Linked DNA regions of Zea mays: all the other regions are linked to region 2. A link is a contact called in public Hi-C data. All regions are on one chromosome and are shown on one strand. The core of a region is the stretch at or near the end of the contact, and the rest is flanking DNA. Distances in the headings are between cores, read along the strand shown. Region 1 holds the start of LOC100281826 (transcriptional regulatory protein algP). Region 2 holds the start of LOC107275219. Region 3 holds the start of LOC100283616.

Region 1 (3,377 bases), core at 216-2,715, 160 kb before region 2:
TTCAAATTCATTATACTAAAATAGAGAATATTTTAGACGATTTTCTAATTTAAACTTATCAGAAATTTTATCTTCTTTATTACTCTTTATATAATATGAATTTGAATTTAAAATTTTTTATATAATTGGATGAGAATATGTATGAATTTTTTTATGAACTTTGTTAGTTGTTGTGCAATATACGTGCACAAGAGACTAATGTGCACTGACATGTTTTCGCAAGTAATAAACGATGTGTAAGTTACGCGGGAACGGAGCTATAACAGGGATATATAAATATGTAGATAAATCTGAACATTACACGGGCAGTCCCCTCTCTACTCTAACCACTCTCTCTCTCGTATCATCTCTGGAAGCAGAAGAAATCATCCGCCCTACTAGTCTACTGCTACGGTACTACTCTACTACACAGAAGAAAACCCCTTTTTTCCACAAAATAGCGAAAGAAAAAGTAAAAGCAGGAAAAGGGCATCAAATCCTGTGATGGTGGCATCCGGGGATCTTATCTAGGCGAGCAGGGCCGCCGCACCCAGCAGCACCGCGACGGCCGACGACGCGATCACGCCCGCCGGTGTCCTCCTCGCTGCGGCCCTCTGCACGGGAAACACAAACAGTTTTTTTTTTCATTTCACAGCGTTAAGCAAGTCAGTAAACCGTTCTTTTTTCTCTCCCTGCCACAGCTGATAAACAGAAGAGCAGGGTAATTTATGTTCGCCACACCACATCAATGTAATTGAGGTCGAGGAACGGTAGTACTGTAAAATGTGGCGAGCAAGCGTACCGCGGTGTCGGCAGCGGCGGCGTCGCCGCTGGGCCCGGGAGCCTCGGCTGCGGACGTGGGCGCGTCGGCGGTTCTGGGCTTCTTGGCGACGGGGGCGTCGGCGGCCGGGGCAGGGGCGGACGCGCCCTTCTTCTTCTTCTTGTCCTTGGAGGAGGGGGACGACGGCTTCTTCTTCTTGGCCGGCGCGGGGGCGGGGGCGGGGGCCTCGACGGGCTTGGTCTCGGGGGCCGGCGCCGCGGCGGGCACGGGCGCCTCGGCGGCGGGAGGCGTCGCCGCGGGGGGAGTGGCGACGGGAGCAGGGGTAGCCGGGGCCGGGGCTGCGGCCTTGGTGGCGGGCGCGGGCGCGGGGGCCTTGGGCTTTGGCGTGGCCGGCGCCGCCGCGGGTGCCGGGGTGGTTGGCGCGGCGGCCGGCGCCAATGGGCTGGCCTTGGAGGAGGACTTGGGCGCGGGCGCGGCGGCCGGCGTGGCCTTGGAGGAGGACTTGGGCGGCGCCTTAGCCGGCGCGGCCGCGGGGGACTGCGCGAGGGAGCTGGTGGCGGAGAGCAGGACGAGGAACGCGGCGCAGAGGACGACGGTTGCCCGCGCCGCCATTGCGAACGTCGCGCGCGTGCTGCTGCCGCTGTCTGGTGCTACGCGAGTGGCAACCGCAGGCAGGAGTGTGTGTGCGTGGGAGCGAATCGAAGTGGCACGGCGAGGCGTGGCGGGCGGGTTAAATAGGCGGACACTCGAAGGAGAAGGAGCGCTACGCTAGCGCGACGGGCCCGGCCGGCGGACGGACGTCGCAGGGTCGCAGGGTCGCAGCGTGCCGTTGGGGCGGTAGGTGCGCGCGGAGCGGAGGCAGTCAGGTCAGGTCACGGCAAGGCCTCGGTACGGTGGTGTCGGGAGCCGTTGCTGCGTAGTGTCGGCGGGGTTTGCGCGAAGAAATAATGACGGCAAGGCCAGCAGGCTGTGTGCCACGCCGAGCGCCCGAGCCCGCTCCATGCGTCCGTCAGGCTCGCGGAGCCGTTGCCGCGTGTGCTTCCTTCCTTCCTTCCTTCGTCACGTCACCGTGCTGCCGATCAACGTCACTTGCCAGGAATGGATCGCAGCTGGTAATTGCCGCTTGGTGTGGTGGTTTCTGAGACGGGTACGGTGTCGCATCCAGGAGGCTGTTGCACAAGTGTACGCGTACTCGCCTGTCGGTGTGGTTCGCGTACGTAGGACCGTGGGAGTAGGCACTCATACTACTCTAAATTTCTACCCTAAAAAGAATATTCTATCCTGGTCAGCAAAATTCTTTACTCTATACCAGAATCCTCCGCACTCATGTTTACTTTATATTCCAACCCTATACCAACTACCACATATTATATTATTTTTTCTACTGTGCTTGCGTGCACTTCATAGCGATTGTGGACCTCTGCTGCTGCAGCTGCACTGCCTCTGTTTGGCGTAGGTGAGAGAGAGCGCTAGAAATGGCGTAACGCAGAGCATGCAGTATCGGGTAGAGTCCTGCGCTGCAGCATTTTTTTTACGCTAAGTCGGGTAGCGCGGGCATGCAGTCGCCCGCTGCGGACAGCCTGACACCCAAGGTATTTTTAGACTTGTGCCGTCTACACTAGACCGAGTAGCCACGACGACGACGATACGGCAATATGCCCAATATAACGCACAACACTCACGTCCACAAAGGACCTTTGTTACCAAGATTGTCGACGCATACAACCCCGCATAACGGCGTGTACGTCAACGACGTGGCTTGATTGAACGCATTGTCATCCTTTTGTGTCGTCGTCAACATTGGGCTAAGCTTTAGAGCATATTCGAAATATAGTATTAGTGTTTCATGCCTAAGGTCCGGACTTCTACACCTAATCTAATAATAAGTTATAGATGTCGTTTGGTTCACGAAATGTAACGTAAATGACAACGGTAATGATTCACACTGAATTACCAATGGTAACAAGTTTAAACATGGTTTAACGTTATCGTTCATATTACAAATATATGAACCAAATAACACCATAATTTTAGCTGAGATAAAGCGGCTAACCATTAATAGTTGTTTGAGAGGCTAACAATTAGTTGGTGTATCTTGGCCATCTTGTCGCCGCCCGTTCTAGATCGCTCAGATAATTTTAGTTACTAACTATAACTTTAGAGGTTTAGACTCTATTCATAACTTATAGAGCTAATTATTAGTCCACTAATAAGTTGTTAGCTAGGATGGAGCAGCTAACAACCAATATCGGTTTGAGAGGTTCAACTAAAAATTAGTTAGTCTATTAGTTGATTCGTTTTAAACCTCTCACCTAATTTTAGGTACTAACTATTAGTTTTAGAGGTTTGGAACACGACCTTAAAAAGAGCATAAGGCTGACTCCAACCATTATCCCTCCCAAATCCCTCTATTCGTACTTTCCATTCATATTTAAATATACCCCCTCAACTATTATCCTCTATTTCACTCTCTCTCTCTCTCTCCAACCATTTTCTCTGTTCGGCTCCCCTTTATCTTTTAACTAAGCTATTTGATTTGTATACATCAGTTTTTGAAGTTTAGAAAGATACTACTATATTTATAGTATTGTATTACATTTGTTGGATATCTAAACTT
Region 2 (3,781 bases), core at 1,257-3,756:
TGTACTAGCAACGGCACCACTCACTAAGCACTGCACTACCAGTGATCAACAACACCCAGCAACAACTTGCAGAGTGTCCACCCACCCACACCCACACCCACATTACATCGACACACTCCTCTAGCTCAGAGCGACTGGCCTAATAATTAACACAAGCATCATCACTGCCCCGCCTGACACGACCAGAAAAAAAAAACAAACGCTAATGCTGCTGCTGCTACTACTACTAGGTGCGACCAATCAAGCGGCGAACGTGACGCTGCACCGCGGTCTAGTCGGACGACGGGCGAGCAGCTGGCGCCCAGTGCGGCGGCGCCGGGCTGAAGTGGCGCGACACGACGCGGGAGTCGAGCAGCTCCACGATGGGCGGGAAGGAGACGCAGCGGGGCACCTTGTACTGGTTGATGGACGCGCCGCGGGAAATGGCGTAGTCCATGAGCTCCTCGAACGTGCCCGACCGGACCACCCGGATCTCCAGCGGCCCGATGGATCCGTCCGCCACGCGGCTCTGTCGATACACCGAGTTGAGCGCCTCCTCCATCTCCAGGCAGCAGCGCTCCAGCACGTCGCCCGCCACGGCCTGCGCCGCCCCCTGCTTGCTGGCCTTGGTGGTGGCCAGCAGCTCCCAGTAGATGACGTAGTGGCCCGGGATGCTGCGGGTGCAGGCGTGGCTCGTGTACTCCACCACCGCCGCGCCGCCGCCGCAGCGCGCGCGGAGCAGCGCCGACGCGCGGTCCACGGCGCGCTGCAGCTCCGCCTCGTCGGTCTTGTCGGACTCGATGGACAGCAGCACGTTCTTGCGGCGCACGAACCGGAACTGCGGCGCCGCGTTGTGGAAGCCGGCCACGCGCAGGATGTCGCCGACGCGGTACCGGTACAGCCCCGCGTACGTGGTGATCACCAGCTCGTACTCGCGCCCGGCCTCCACGCGGGCCAGGTCCACCAGCTGCGCCGCGTCGCCGGGGGCCACGCCGCTCGCCTCGTCCACGGGGAGGAACTCGAAGTAGCCCATGTTGGGCATGATGGTGTAGCACACCTCCGACGGGCGGCACATGGGCCGGAGGTTCAGCCCGAAGTAGCACTCGGAGGAGGCGTACATTGTGCACGCCATGGGGAGGCCGCCGCTGTAGTACTCCAGGGTGGGGATGTACTGCTGCATCGCGCCGGTGACGATCACGTCCAGGTACCGGGTGTTGGGCCACACGCGGGTGACGATGCCCGCCCAGTCGCCGCGGGAGCACTCGGCGCGGACGAAGCGCGCCAGCTCCGGGTCCCCGCGGAGCACGCGCGCGACGGCGTCCCGGACGGACGGGTCGGCCACGCGCGGGGTCAGCGACCCGGACTCGATGTCGTCGGCGAGCTGCTCCCAGTGCAGCTGCAGGAAGCGGATGGCGCGCAGCAGGCCCGACGCGAAGACGGCGCCCACGCGGAGCACGTCGTGGCGCTGGCACAGCCCGCACACCATCTGCGCGTACATGCTCTGGAACGCGTCGGCGCACAGGATGGCCGCCGTGGGGCTCGTGTAGTCGTGGTACGGGTCGAACGGCCGGTTCTTGAAGTGCTCGCTCTTGTAGTAGCTCGTCAGCACGGGCCGCGCCGTCAGCCCGCCGGGCGTCGTCGTCTCCGACTTGACGAACAGGAAGTAGAGCGCCTTGCCCTTGTCCAGCCCCGGCAGGTACCTGTGTGTGTCACGTCGAATTATCATCATGCCATCCCTCCGTGCGAGTATAATTCGCTACTGGCTGACGAGTAGCAATGGTGAGCTTATTACAGGTTCATGACGGGCATAAGGAGGCTGTACAGCAGCTGGCGCCGGTCGAGCTCCTCCTTGATAGTTGGCATCAGCTTGCGCTCGCCGGCCGAAGTCCCAGAGCTTCATTAGGAATGGAAGCGATCGAATCCAATTATACAAGGCGACGTCAACACCTAACACAGGCAGAAATCCCAATGAATAAAAAAAATGCGCGTACCTGGTGAGGAACTCGGAGATGGGATGCGCGGAGAGGATGGGCGAGCGGTCCCCGTTGGCGATGCGCTGGATGTCGGGCTGCAGGTCCTCGTAGGTGACGACGGGCACCTTGGCGCGGAAGGCGGCGCGGTCCGTGGCGCCGGCGAGGCCGCAGCGGGCGAGGTACTCGGTCCCGGCGTTCCTGGCCAGGATCTCGGCCAGGACGCGCTCCTGCACGGCGTCGACGTCGGAGGTCATCTCCTCGATGAACCTCAGCTTCTCGGCGTCCTTTTGACCGTCGCAGCCCGCCGGGGCCGGCGCCGGCGCGCGCAGCGCCGTGGCCGCGGGCATGTCGGTCATCACCGCCATCGTCCGGATGGAAATGGGATCCCGGTGGAATAGGAGCGAGAGAGGTGGGGTCGATTGAACAGGAGCAGAGGAGTTGGTTGAGCCAAGCGGTGGAGACGATCCCTGATGGTGGAGGAGGAGGAGGAGTTGTTGTTGTTGTGTGAAGTGTGATGCCCTGACCTGATGGTGGATGGAAGGATGGGTGTGGATGGAGGAAGGTGGGAGCGGAGGAGGGCGGTTTATATAGTCGGGGCGGAGGCGGAGGGCACGGGGGTGACGGCGAGGAGTGTCGGGTCCGGGGGCGGCAGGGTGGGGACCCGTGTCGCGTCGGGAGGTGGGCAACAGCCCGGCAAGCCCGGCCACGTCGGGCCCGGACAGGTCACGGCCTTGCTGCGTCTCGCGTCCGCCGGGAGGAGGACGGGAGCCACGACCGGCGATGCGGCGCGCTTCACGCGCTCGGCAGGCAGGCAGCGCGCGCGATCTCCTCCCAGACCTAGGTAGGTGTTCGCGGGCCGGGCGGCGGAGGGCAAGGGCTTCCATTGACCATGCATTGTGCCTGTGCCTGTGCCTGTGCGCGCGCTGTGCTCCTGGCTCGCCTCGCCTAGTTCTTCGCTTCTGCCGCGCGCCTCCTGCGCGTTTATCTCGTGCCGCCCGGATAACATGGGACGTGTTCAGGCGCAGTGTGCAGCGGAGTGGCGTACAGCGGAGCAGAAGCTAGCCCCATCCGTAGGGCCATGATGACTAGCTAGTCGGCTCCGGCTGTGCTGCTGGCGCTGTGTACTCTACTCTCTCTATATTCCAGAAGAGGAGAAACAGCAGTGCGGAATGGCATGGCACTTGGCAGGTCCGTTATTGTGTGCAAACGGCTCTCTCGACGGTCCACGGTCACGACCCGGCCCCGGCTGTCTGCAGTTTCTCAAAAGCCTAGCCGTCGACAGGAACATGTCCTCCACTACTCCGCCTAGCTCGCCGCCGCCGCCCGTCGACGCGAGAAGCAGCCAGCAGCAGACCGCCGCACGGACAAATCGCAACAGCACACACGCAGAGACCACCAAATAATCCTTGCTTCGCGCGCTGCGAACCGAGGCCGCCCGCGCCGGAGCAGTGGGACTGTGGGGACTGGGGGGAGTGTCCACTGTCCGCTGCTGCCTGCCGCGCGCCTTTGTTCTTTTGTTTAGCGTGTACTACGTATTTCTGTTTCGCTTTTCCTTTTCGGCGATGCGCTTTAGTTTGTCCGGCCGTATTTAGCGCGGCAAAGGCAACGGATGGCAGAGATCTGCTGCTCTCTATCCTTTTTGCAGTACAGGGCGAGTGGGATTCATCAGCTAGCTGGGGGAGCGCACCGCCACTGCACCGAGACAGTGTCATGCATGTAACAGGATCGTACGTTTGCACGAGACTGGTGGGCGGCAGACCGGCAGCTGCTGCACGTACGTCGCTCGCGTGCCCGCCGGCCGGCCGGTTCGATGATCTCTTCCGATCCAC
Region 3 (3,870 bases), core at 281-2,780, 230 kb after region 2:
ATGATAATGGATATGAATTTTAGTGTTTATATACACATTCAGATTTCAGACTTCAAGTTGCTATGGCAGTGGGGAGGAGCTGGTTGTAGTGGAAACTCATGTCGTTTTCATCAATACAAAGTACACAAACACCGCTATTAACCATGGTTAGCCTATATTTCAGTCTCTAATGCTCCTCTGAACAAAATCTATACCCATTTACATCAAAACCCCGTTAGCTGGTCACCATGTTGCAAAAACCAAATGATATTTGAAGCATCATTTTATCAAGAAATCTGCAAGCACTGAAAAGTTCATAGCAGTAATGACAGGTTGCTTTAGGAGTATTCAGATTGCTACATTAAGTTAACGCGAAATTAAGAGTATGCAGAAACATTACTTGTTTTGTGAACCAATCAAAGAAGTTAGGCCCATGCTGCCCACGGCTATTCTTCCACACATTCAACCTCAGCTCATGGAGCTGATTGGGTTTTGGCCTAGACAAACTAATTGCAAAACCAACCAACCAGTGTTTTCTATCAAATCATTAGAGGGAGCCAGTGTACATCCACACTCATTCTGCCATGGCCTTATTTTTAGAATGATGAGTGATTTTAGATACACAGTAATTTAACACAGATATCAATCAAATATTAGTGCTATCAGCTACATGTTTATGAAACAGCCCAATACACAGATCATATATTCGAGGTACACAAAAAGGGAAATAAACAGCATTCGACTAGTTCACTGGATCAATGGTATAAGGCATATTAACTGTAATGAAAAATCTAGCCACTAGATTATAAGTAGAACTTGATGTACTTAGGCATTATAGTTTCCAAAACCTCTGAACACACGAACCGAATTATATAAAGTAATAAAGGGAAGAACAGAATGCACGTACTATATTATATTTAATGAACCAGTCAGAGCCAAATCCGTTCCACTTTAGTAGTGTCCAAATCTATTGTTCAACTATAATTTCCTAAATAGACAGCAAATGTCTACGAGTTGAACGCATTCCTCACATAGCTCGTGCACTGAACACTTGTCCTTGTCTCCAAATTCATTTATCATACAGACAAGGGCACAGAGCACACAGTGCAGAGCCAGGATTTTAACCTTGGGTATTCCCACTCCCACAGAAGGGGAAAAAACGAATCTATAGGTTCTAAACTTCTAGTTGCAAATTGCATCTGCATAAACAACAGAACAAGTGAACAACGCACCTTGTAAATCGCTAATGTAAATCCCCAATTCCTCTGTCGTCTGTACTCAGCCGCAGAACGCCAGAACCGTTGCGGAGCGCGGACCTGCCGACCTGGTCACCTGGAGTCCTGGGCTGGACCTGACCGGATGGCCGCCCCCCGCCTCCCACCGCGCCGAGCCGCCGCCCTTGCAGCCCAGGCGCGGAGACGAGGCCGCGCCCGTGCTGCCGTGCAGCTTTCCGCGCGCGCCGCCGGCGTTTACGTTAGGGAGCCGTCGCGGCTCACCGCGAAGGCGTCCGTGACTGTGAGGTGGGCCGTGGGCGACGAGAGGAAGGGTGTCGGGTGGCCTCCCAGAAACCCAAAATTTGTCGCCTGGGATTGTTATCTGGGCCACGCAGCTCCAGTGAAGGCACAATCAAACAGGCCTAAGGACCTTTTTTTCCTACTGGTGGGCTATAACGAATGAAATACAACACAATATTGAATTCTATACTTAGCAAATGCGTTCGCTAAATAGAACTCCATTAATAAATACTAGTTGGTTAACTATGCGTTTCGACGGCTCACAAAATAATCATGTAAATTATCCACCAAAAAGATCTCAAGATTTTTTATTAATTGTCTCCGTTCTTCGCATAATGTTTTTTATTAACGCACATGTACCATAGGCAGCAAATTAGAAACCCCCATATCTCTCGCCTTCCCCACTTCCAAGGTTTCGTAGAGCACGAGTGGAAAGGAAGAGGCGGGCATACCTGTTTATTGCCGGAGAAGGACACGACAAAGACCTGGGCATCTAGAGGCGACAAAGGTAGTATACTGCTAGATATATAGGGAGAGAGCACGCAAGCGGAGAAAGAAGCCAAGCCGGAGCAGCTCCAAACCGAGAGGTACCCGCACCAGGCGTCAGTTCGAGAAGGGCGAGAGAATGCGAGTATCTTGTCAGCCCTGAATCCGCCGAAGTGACACAACACCACCACCAACTCTGTAGCATATGTCGATTGCTGCCACGCTACGGAACTTAGTTGTCCAATATCTCAGACCTGGACTCCTCGTCGCCAAGATAACCTAAGTGTGGCAGGCGCCACCATATCCTCCTCGACGACACACACGGAAAAAGGTTAGGAGCATGACCAACTCGCCCCGTACCCGCGTCGATGATCATCGGTCGGCTCGCGACTGCGACCGTGGGCGGGGGCAGCAGGTTGGGGAGGAAGAACAGGACGAAGGCCAGGAAGACGAACGGGACGTCCGACGACGGCGAAAACGATGGTGTGTGTATGATGTGAAACATCCTCGTGGACATGCAATAGCCACTGCGCAAGTCAGTGTCGGGGCTGGTGTCGGACGAATACGGGGAGGAAACACCTGCTCCTACGCCCTCTGCCGAGAATGGGGTGGCGCGGAGGTGAAGGCATGAGGGGAGAGAGAAAAGAAGTAGAATGGCGAACAGGTGGTGGCAACTGAGGCGAGGATCGTCATTATCGTGCGGATGTATAGATGGCCAAATGGGCCATGTCTGGCGAGCCGTCCCAAGGTACGACCCATTTAATAGTGTCTGGGCCAACCCGTCACGAGCGTCGTGCGGTGCTTAGGCCGTAACCTCGGCCCGTAGTGCTAGCCCGGCCCGATACAATTATTTTTTTGTTTTACAAAAAATCATATATACATATATACAATTTATATTCAATATTATAAATATTTGAGCATAGTGTTCTACTGGTTAGACAGCTTTGTCCATTGTATCCCACCCTTTTCCATCAGTGTGTGGGTTAAAACCTCACCTCCTTCACCGATTTTTAACATTTTACGCTGAATTGATTTGGAAAAAAATATAGGTCTTTTTTTGTAAAAATATGACGCAGGACGACCGTTGAAACTGGTGCTTTAAGTATAGTAGAGAATAGTACAATGCTCAAGTGTTGGGTACAACAATTATATTGATGATAGACTCTTTCCACAAAAAATAAATTTAAAGTTAAAGTGCACCCTCCTTACCGAAAATAAATTTAAAATTAAAGTGAACATATAGTACATAACATATATTTAACAACAAATATTGTACTTTATCTTAACCAAAAGATCGAGAAAGGTATGAGTTAAAAATGATACATGCCTCTTTTTATAGCTCGCTTGGTCGTTCGTCCTCCTTCAGTTAGTGAGATGGTACTATCTAGAAGTGCTACGCTACGTGTGGCTTCATGTTATATTGGGCTTTGGTGTTTTCTCACGGCCCATCTAGGACGTAAGGGTCTGGTTGTTAGACCAAACGTGCGGACGAAAAACAAATCTACACTATGCGCTCCACGCATAACGTATGACATATGACGTACAAAACTCGTGCTTTAAAGAAGTAGCGTTATTTTTTATTGCTAGATGTAAGTTGTTCTAAGTCATATAAGCATAGCTCATAATTTCAAATCACACATATAATTTAATATATCTTGGAGTCAAACTCTATATTTTGTTAAACGCAAACTTTTTTAATACATATAGACATACATTAAGTTAAATAGTTAGGTATTTTAAGTTGTATTTTAACCTAGAAAAATGAAATACATTTATTGGTGACAATATAAAGGTGCATGTGTGAACTTAGCATGTTTACTATGAAAATAGTAGAGAGGAACACAATTGAGAACTATTGGAAACAAGAACCATACATTAGAGCTGATATACT

Evidence for each region. Hi-C and Micro-C count contacts between places; a contact is called where the count stands out from the background.
Region 1: a Hi-C map of ear shows a contact between it and region 2, with 2.5 times the contacts expected there. The contact joins the promoter of LOC100281826 here to the promoter of LOC107275219 in region 2. A contact is called at or near these places in 4 of 25 Hi-C or Micro-C datasets (ear, endosperm, leaf and 1 more).
Region 3: a Hi-C map of ear shows a contact between it and region 2, with 2.9 times the contacts expected there. The contact joins the promoter of LOC100283616 here to the promoter of LOC107275219 in region 2. A contact is called at or near these places in 12 of 25 Hi-C or Micro-C datasets (bundle sheath, ear, endosperm and 4 more) and 1 of 3 datasets of contacts at active chromatin or transcription factors (leaf).

What each region holds. Positions count from the first base shown.
Region 1 is chr1:76,770,087-76,773,463 of Zm-B73-REFERENCE-NAM-5.0, reverse strand. LOC100281826 (transcriptional regulatory protein algP) reads right to left here and starts at 1,465. Exons shown (of 2, transcript NM_001154746.2): 1 at 782-1,465; 2 at 255-593. The coding sequence starts at 1,372. The coding sequence ends at 507.
Region 2 is chr1:76,609,525-76,613,305 of Zm-B73-REFERENCE-NAM-5.0, reverse strand. LOC107275219 reads right to left here and starts at 2,506. Exons shown (of 3, transcript NM_001320450.1): 1 at 1,971-2,506; 2 at 1,772-1,873; 3 at 264-1,679. The coding sequence starts at 2,317. The coding sequence ends at 272.
Region 3 is chr1:76,378,613-76,382,482 of Zm-B73-REFERENCE-NAM-5.0, reverse strand. LOC100283616 reads right to left here and starts at 1,530. Exons shown (of 3, transcript NM_001156517.2): 1 at 1,212-1,530.